Regions from separate parts of the Muntiacus reevesi genome. Here region 2 is linked to region 1. Evidence: chromatin contacts called from public Hi-C data. All regions are on one chromosome and are shown on one strand. Each heading gives the region's core, a stretch centred on a gene start, on an enhancer-like site or on the middle of the called end of the contact. The rest is flanking DNA. Distances are from core to core; before and after follow the strand shown. Region 1 holds the start of MSANTD4 (Myb/SANT DNA binding domain containing 4 with coiled-coils). Region 2 holds the start of ANKRD49 (ankyrin repeat domain 49).

Region 1 (3,406 bases), core at 307-2,806:
AAAAAATTTTTGGCTGACAGGTATGGCTTGTGGGAATTTCCCAACCAGGGAATTCTGGGCCACAGCAGTGAAAGCACAGACCCTAACCACTAGACCACTGAGGAATTCTAGACAAAAGGCATTTGCATTTTAACACACATTTTCTACCTCACTGAAATTGATATCAAAATGTATCTTATACTTCCAGTCAGCCATGGCTTAATTGTGTGAAAATCTTTGACACCTTCTGATTAATGTAAGATAGTAAGTACCCAAATCAAAGCAACCTTGAGCTGACATTTGGTAGCTATGCTTGCGTGAATAGAAACTAAGCTATGTTTCCAGGAATTTTTTTTCTCTCTTTTCCTTTACATTTTTGTACTCATGTAACCGTTTGGGTTTTCATCATCCATTACCCAATAATTGTACTCAAATATATCAAGCTCCTACTATGTGCCAGGCACATATTCTTGGTGCTGGAGCTAAATATCTCACAAAATATTTTAAAAAGCCATTTTAGATGTGAAATACTATCCCTTTCATATTGGTTGTCTTCCCTATCTTTACAAAAGGGAATTTAGTAGTTGCAACCTCTAAAAATTCATAGTTCTTCCACGCCCAATCACAGAGAACAGCCATTTTCCTGAAATCCCATTTCACAATCATTCTTTATTGGGTGGAAATAGGTGTAAGTAGTTCACTTACATAATCCTTGTGAAGATGGTGTACCACCAAATGCGTATTACACCTGGGCAATTTTTTTCCAAGGACTAACACTTGAGAATGAAGTTCCTAAAGACTGCACGATAAGACAGAATTAAGAGGTCTAAGGAAAATTGGGTATAAATTCTGAGTCGAAAAAATTTTTTTAGGTAAATTCATTAGATTGTTCAAGAAGAAAAACATCACAAAATCTACAAACTTCCCCCATTCCTCTTTGAAGTGGGCTTCCCACCTCCCAACAACACCGGGCCCTACTGTCGCCACTATACTCTTAGAAGACATTCAACTCCCTGCCTATAACTTGTGGTAGGTAAATGACTAAAGTTTACTTAAGCGTCCCCTGTTATCACATTAATAAAGTACCTCTCACTCCCGTCCTCTCTCTTTGGAACAGCCCCTTGGGAGAATCCAGGAAGGCTGAGTTCCCAGGAGGCCAGCCAGGAGGAGGGGGCGCGCCGCAGACTCCGCCACAGCCACGGCTGCACCTGACAGGCTACAGGGCAACCTGGAATTAAGTGCTCGCTCCGCAAATCAGAGCCCTAACAGGGGCCCGGAAACTTTGCCAGCCTTGCTGCAGAGGCCTGAGCCCTCCCCACCCTCCCAGGTCAGGCTGCAGAGGCGACTGGGATCTCTCCTGAGCGTTGTGGTCCGCGACGTTGCGAAGCCAGGTCCAAAGCCAGCGGCGGGGTGACCGCGGCCTGACGCCGCCCCGCTGACACCTACCGTCCGCGGAGACACCGCCCCCCTCACAGCCTCTTCCGCTGCACCGCCGCTCACCAGCAGGTCGGGCGGCACCTCACCACCGTCGCCTCTGGGGTGTGTGTGGGGCGGGGTAGCAGAGATGCTTTATCAATTCCCCGCCCACGGACTCGGCCCGCCCCTACCTCTACGCCATTGGCTACCGCGGCAGCCGCTCGTCTATCGAGGCTCGCCCGTTGGCCAGGAGGACGCTGCCGTTCTGGCTGAGGGCCCGCCCGGGTCCGGCCTCACAATGGAAAGCGCGTCCCAAGCCGTTCCGGGTTAGTGCCCTGACTCCGCCCCCCGTGACTCGGCCTCCCGCCAGAGCTCCTTGGCGCCGGGACCCGTCAATCTAGAGCGCTGTGGTGAAGGATTGGCCCCTCGCGGTCGCCCGCTGCGCCGTTCTGCCCGATTGGAGCACAGTCAGCTTCATCTCCAAACCGTTCCTGTCCTTGACCCAAACCTGTTAAAAGGGCAAAGAGGAAGTGGAACCCTCGCATTTCCCAGCTGGTTCCGAACTCTGCATCACCTTTTGCTCAGCCAACGGTGACCTAATTTTGCCTCAGTCATTCCCTCTAAAACCCCGCCAAAGGTCACTTGTGATTTCCTTGCAGCTAAATCTAGTCATCACTCCTCAGCGCTTATCTTACCTCCTCATAAAATATTTGACTTACTAACGCATATATATGGAATTTAAAAAGACGGTAACGATAACCCTATATGCAAAACAGAAAAAGAGACATAGAACAGACTTTTGGACTCTGTGGTAGAAGGCGAGGGTGGGATGTTCTGAGAGAATAGCGTTAAAACAAGTATAGTATCAAGTGTGAAAGAGATCACCAGCCCAGGTTGCATGCTTGAGACAAGTGCTCAGGGCCGCTGCACTGGGAAGACCCAGAGGGATGGGATGGGGAACACATGTAAATCCATGGCTGATTCATGTCAATGTATGGCAAAAACCACTACAGTATTGTAAAGTAATTAGCCTCCAACTAATAAAAATAAATGAAAAAAATTTTTTAAAAACTCAAAAAAAGTAAATAAAATTAAATATTTGACTTGTTGACCTTTCTTCATTTGATTTCCATAATGCTTCCCCTGGTTTTCCTCCCTCTCAGTTCTCTTCTCTATCCCCTTTGCAATTGCTGAGGCTTTAGCTGCCATCTCAAGTTCTAGTTCTGGTGTTACTAATGGGTCTGTCTTTCATTGCCTTTGTTCAGGCTTCCATTGAAAGCCTCAGTTACAGCAGTAGCATCCTTACTGGGCTGTCAATCATACCGTCAAGAAGACTGTAGTCTATTCTTCGTACTGTAGCTAAGACAAGCTGCTTACAGGTCTCTAGTGGAACCATACTCGTGATAAAGTACAAACTCTTTACAAAAGTGTCTTCTATTTTTTTCTCAGGCTTCATCTTTCATCAACATTACCCCTCTTTCATTTACCTTCTTCCTTACCCCAATTACTTTGACTTCTTTCAGTTCCTGGACTTAACAGTGGCCTTGAGGCTTTTAGTTTGCATTGCTTTGTTTCTACCCAGAATGATTTCTCCGTGCCTATTCCCTGCTATGCCCAGAATTTGTTTTAGAAATTATTTTCCAAGTAAGCCTTCCTTTCCCTCCATTCGCCCTCTCTCCACTTACAAGTTGTCCCTCTAATGTATGTTTACCAGATAAAAGACAGGATACTCAACTAAATTTGTAGTTCAGATATGTAACAAATAATTTTTAGTATAACTGTATCCTATGTAATATTTGACATCCTGTATTTTTATTTGGTAAATCTGCCAACCCTACTTTAGAATGCTTTCCTCTGACAGCTCTTATCACATATTCCAGATGGGTAGGTCTTCCTTATGCACTGCTGAAATTTCTTTTCCGTGCCTAAAATATAATAGGCACTCAAAAGACTTTTGGTAAATAAATAAAAAAATATTCTGGGTGAATTGTGAATACTTGCTCAATATTCC
Region 2 (3,406 bases), core at 660-3,159, 270 kb after region 1:
GCAAGGAGATCCAACCAGTCCATCCTAAAAGAGATCAGTTCTGGGTGTTCATTGGAAGGACTGATGTTGAAGCTGAAACTCCAATCCTTTGGCTACCTGATGCGAAAAGCTGACTCATTTGAAAAGACCCTGATGCTAGGAAAGATTGAGGGCGGGAGGAGAGGGGGAAGACAGAGGATGAGATGGTTGGATGGCATCAGGGACTCAATGGACTTGAGCTTGAGTAAACTCTGGGAGTTGGTGAAGGACAGGGAGGCCTGGTGTGTTGTGGTTCATGGGGTCGCAGAGTCACAACTGAGTGACTAAACTGAACTGAATGCATCATTATATTTTAATACTAGTGCCAAGAGCATTTAAGTCAAGTTTAAATCTATCACTCATGACCAATACCTTCTCTGGACCTATTACTTTGTTGCACAATGCAGTGTTAGTCGCTAAGTCATGGCCAACTCTTTATGACCCCATGGACTGTAGCCCACAAGCCACCTCTGTCAATGGAATTCTCCAGGCAAGAATACTAGAATGGGTTGCCTTTCCCTTCTACAGGGGATCTTCCCCACGCAGGGATAGAACCTGGGTCTCCTCCTTTGCATGTAGATTCTTTACCATGAGTCACTAGGGAAGATCCTTGCACAAAGAAAGGACTGCACTAAGGAATTTTCTAAGATAGTTCAGTGTTTCAGATCAGTCAAGAGATCCTATCAAAAAAGTTTTTATATTGTAATATTTTCACTTTTTTCTCAAACTATTCTCTGATGCTTACAACGCAATATACATCTATTCATTAAACACTTAATAAATACCAGTAAATAATGTAAAGTTCACATATTAATTACAGCATCCATAGTAACATTATTGGGGCTTTCCCTGGTGGCTCAGCAGTAAAGAATCCACCTGCAATGCAGGAGACTCAGGAGAGGTGGGCTTGATCCCTGGGTCAAGATCTCCTTGAGGAGATCTTGAGGAGACCCAGGAGGAGGGCATGGCAACCTACTCCAGTATTCTTGCCTAAAGAATACTATAGATTGTGGAGCCTGGCAAGCCACAGTCGCAAGAGTCGAACAGGACTGAAGCTACTGAGAGTGTAGGTATAGCATAGCAACATTATAGCACAGATCTTGTGCCCTTACTCTCCTTTTTATAAAACTCTTTTTAAAATTTGAATTTACTGTTCCAGGTAAAATAAATTACATACAAAAATTTCTTAATTAATTTAAAAAGGCAAACTCTGTTGCATCTCCCTGATTCAAGATTTAAACAGTCGATCAAGATTTCTACTTGATGATATTGCAACAGGAGGAACTAGGTTATGTTTTTTAAAGATCACATTCCACGAACTATGTCAACTCTTAGACAGCTCAGCGAGAGGTGGAGCCATAAGCCCCATTAGACAGGCGAAGGCGCTGAAATTTATAAAGATTAAAACAACTTTCAATGGAACTAAAGGCCCAGATTTTCTAATTCAAAAGTTTCACATTATTATTGTTTTTTTAATGCACTGTCAGCACAAAGCAATACAAGTGTGCTGAATCTCTGGGGTCCACGGAGACAATCAGGAGACACAGCGAAAGGCTTGTTAGCTAGAGGCCGAATGTTCAGTCTCTGAGGAGGGTAGTGAGAGAGAAGGCCACCAGTCCCGACCCTCCGGCACTGGCCGGTCACTTCACAGGCCCAGCAGGCGCATATGCGGCCTTCAAAACCTCTAAGCCCGAAGAAACCGCTCTAGCCCTACCGAGGACCTACTTCGCGGTCGGGTTTGCAGAGCTCACCACGGGTCCACAGGGGCCCGCTCCTTTCGCTTCAGGAGCTCAAAGGTGGCGCCAAGCGACCAAAAAGTGTGATCCCAGACGAGAAAGAGCTACCCACCTCGGAGTCGGAAAATCGCCGCCGGGAACCTCGCTTCCGGGTTCTGTCTCCTCGGCTACTCAGGATTGGCTCCTGTACGAGGGCGGGGCCTCGCGGCAACTTTTCCTGCGACCTCGCGGCACTCGACAGCAAATGAGAGGAGTTGAAGCTCTTGCGTCATCAATGAGGCATCGCGAGAGGAGAAGCTGTTACTCTCCCGCTTAATTCAGGTTTACCAACAAGCCAGTTCTGAGACGCCATCCCGGGTGGTGCTGTTGCTTTTGTTGTCGCGATTGTCCCTCCTTCCCGGGTAAAAGCCAGCTTCGGGTCCCCAGGGTGGGGCTGTGGTGAGTCCAGGTGTGGGGTAATTTGCGAGTTGCTTTTTGTGTCTGCGGCGTCGCGGGCGGAAGCCCAGAGAGGACTGACTTTGTGGGAAGAATGGGCCCAGTAGGCTCTGGAGGAGCTTGGAGGTTCCGCGAGTTCTGTGGTGCGGGCGCGTTGAGGCTTGGGATCCTCACCGAACCGGCGATCTGTGAGTGGGAGGGGTCGTTCTACAGTGGCAGCCTCTCCTCTTCAAAAGTGAAAGTGAAAGTAAAGTCGCTCAGTAGTGTCCGAATCTCTGCGACCCCGTGGACTATATGGCCCACTAGGTTCCTGCGGCTATTTTCCTTCAACGACATGTTTTTGTTTATTCAAACGTGGACCCCTTATCCTTTCAAAACAAGCCCGTTCTTTAAAGTAATTCTGTGTTTAAGCAGGAAATACAGGATCTTCTTAGGCTCCAGAGTAGCCCTTGAATACAACTTAAAACATTTCTGTTCAGAGTTATTCGTGTGCTAAACCGGAAGTATTGTGTGACTCTTTTGCCCATTCATTTAACAAACATTAGCTTCCCACAGGGCAAGCAATAGGAGCTAGGAGAGGAGTTTAATTATAGTGGTAAAACTGAAGTGGCACTGAAGACATGCTATTTTTTGTTGTTGTTAACATTAAAAATAAAAATATAGTAGGTGCTTAAGTGAAAATGAGACTCTTCCAAAATTGCCAGTCTGCATTTTAAAAATGTGTTTTAAATAAAATTTTGTTTTAGAATTTGGAATCGAGTGAGTTTTCTGACCTATTTGAGCACCGGACCCAAGGGTACTTGCAGAGGGAACTGGTCTCGGAGGAGGTGGACTGACCATAGAAATGAGTCCTGCGGATGCCCTGTAAGCACCTTTCTTCCGAAATCATTGTTGGTTTGGGTTTCTACCAAATAGCCTATCGACTATGATCACCATAAAAGAAAACTTACTTAGTAAATAAAGAGCTTGCATGAACACAAGTGTTAGTCGTCAATGAGTATTTAGAATGGTTAACAATTCATACTGTATGTTTATTAATTAAAGATAATATGCGGCTGTAGATTGGGGTTTTGCAGTAGATTGTCATATTGCTGTATAAATTTATGTTGTTAGGTTTTTGTCTTAAACTACTGAAGCTATAAATATTCTTAAACTAAGTCTTACTAGCTAATGCAAGTCTTTTAGAGCACGTTTTTAGAGGGATAAATTGCCCTAGT

The links. Hi-C and Micro-C count contacts between places; a contact is called where the count stands out from the background.
Region 2: a Hi-C map of muscle shows a contact between it and region 1, with 7 times the contacts expected there. The contact joins the promoter of ANKRD49 here to the promoter of MSANTD4 in region 1. A contact is called at or near these places in 2 of 3 Hi-C or Micro-C datasets (blood and muscle).

The regions. Positions count from the first base shown.
Region 1 is chr9:88,225,984-88,229,389 of mMunRee1.1, forward strand. MSANTD4 (Myb/SANT DNA binding domain containing 4 with coiled-coils) reads right to left here and starts at 1,557. Exons shown (of 3, transcript XM_065944413.1): 1 at 1,480-1,557.
Region 2 is chr9:88,497,836-88,501,241 of mMunRee1.1, forward strand. It overlaps ANKRD49 (ankyrin repeat domain 49), which reads right to left and starts at 1,910. Exons shown (of 5, transcript XM_065944282.1): 1 at 1,867-1,910. It overlaps MRE11 (MRE11 homolog, double strand break repair nuclease), which reads left to right and starts at 2,058. Exons shown (of 20, transcript XM_065944423.1): 1 at 2,058-2,192; 2 at 2,936-3,053. The coding sequence starts at 3,034.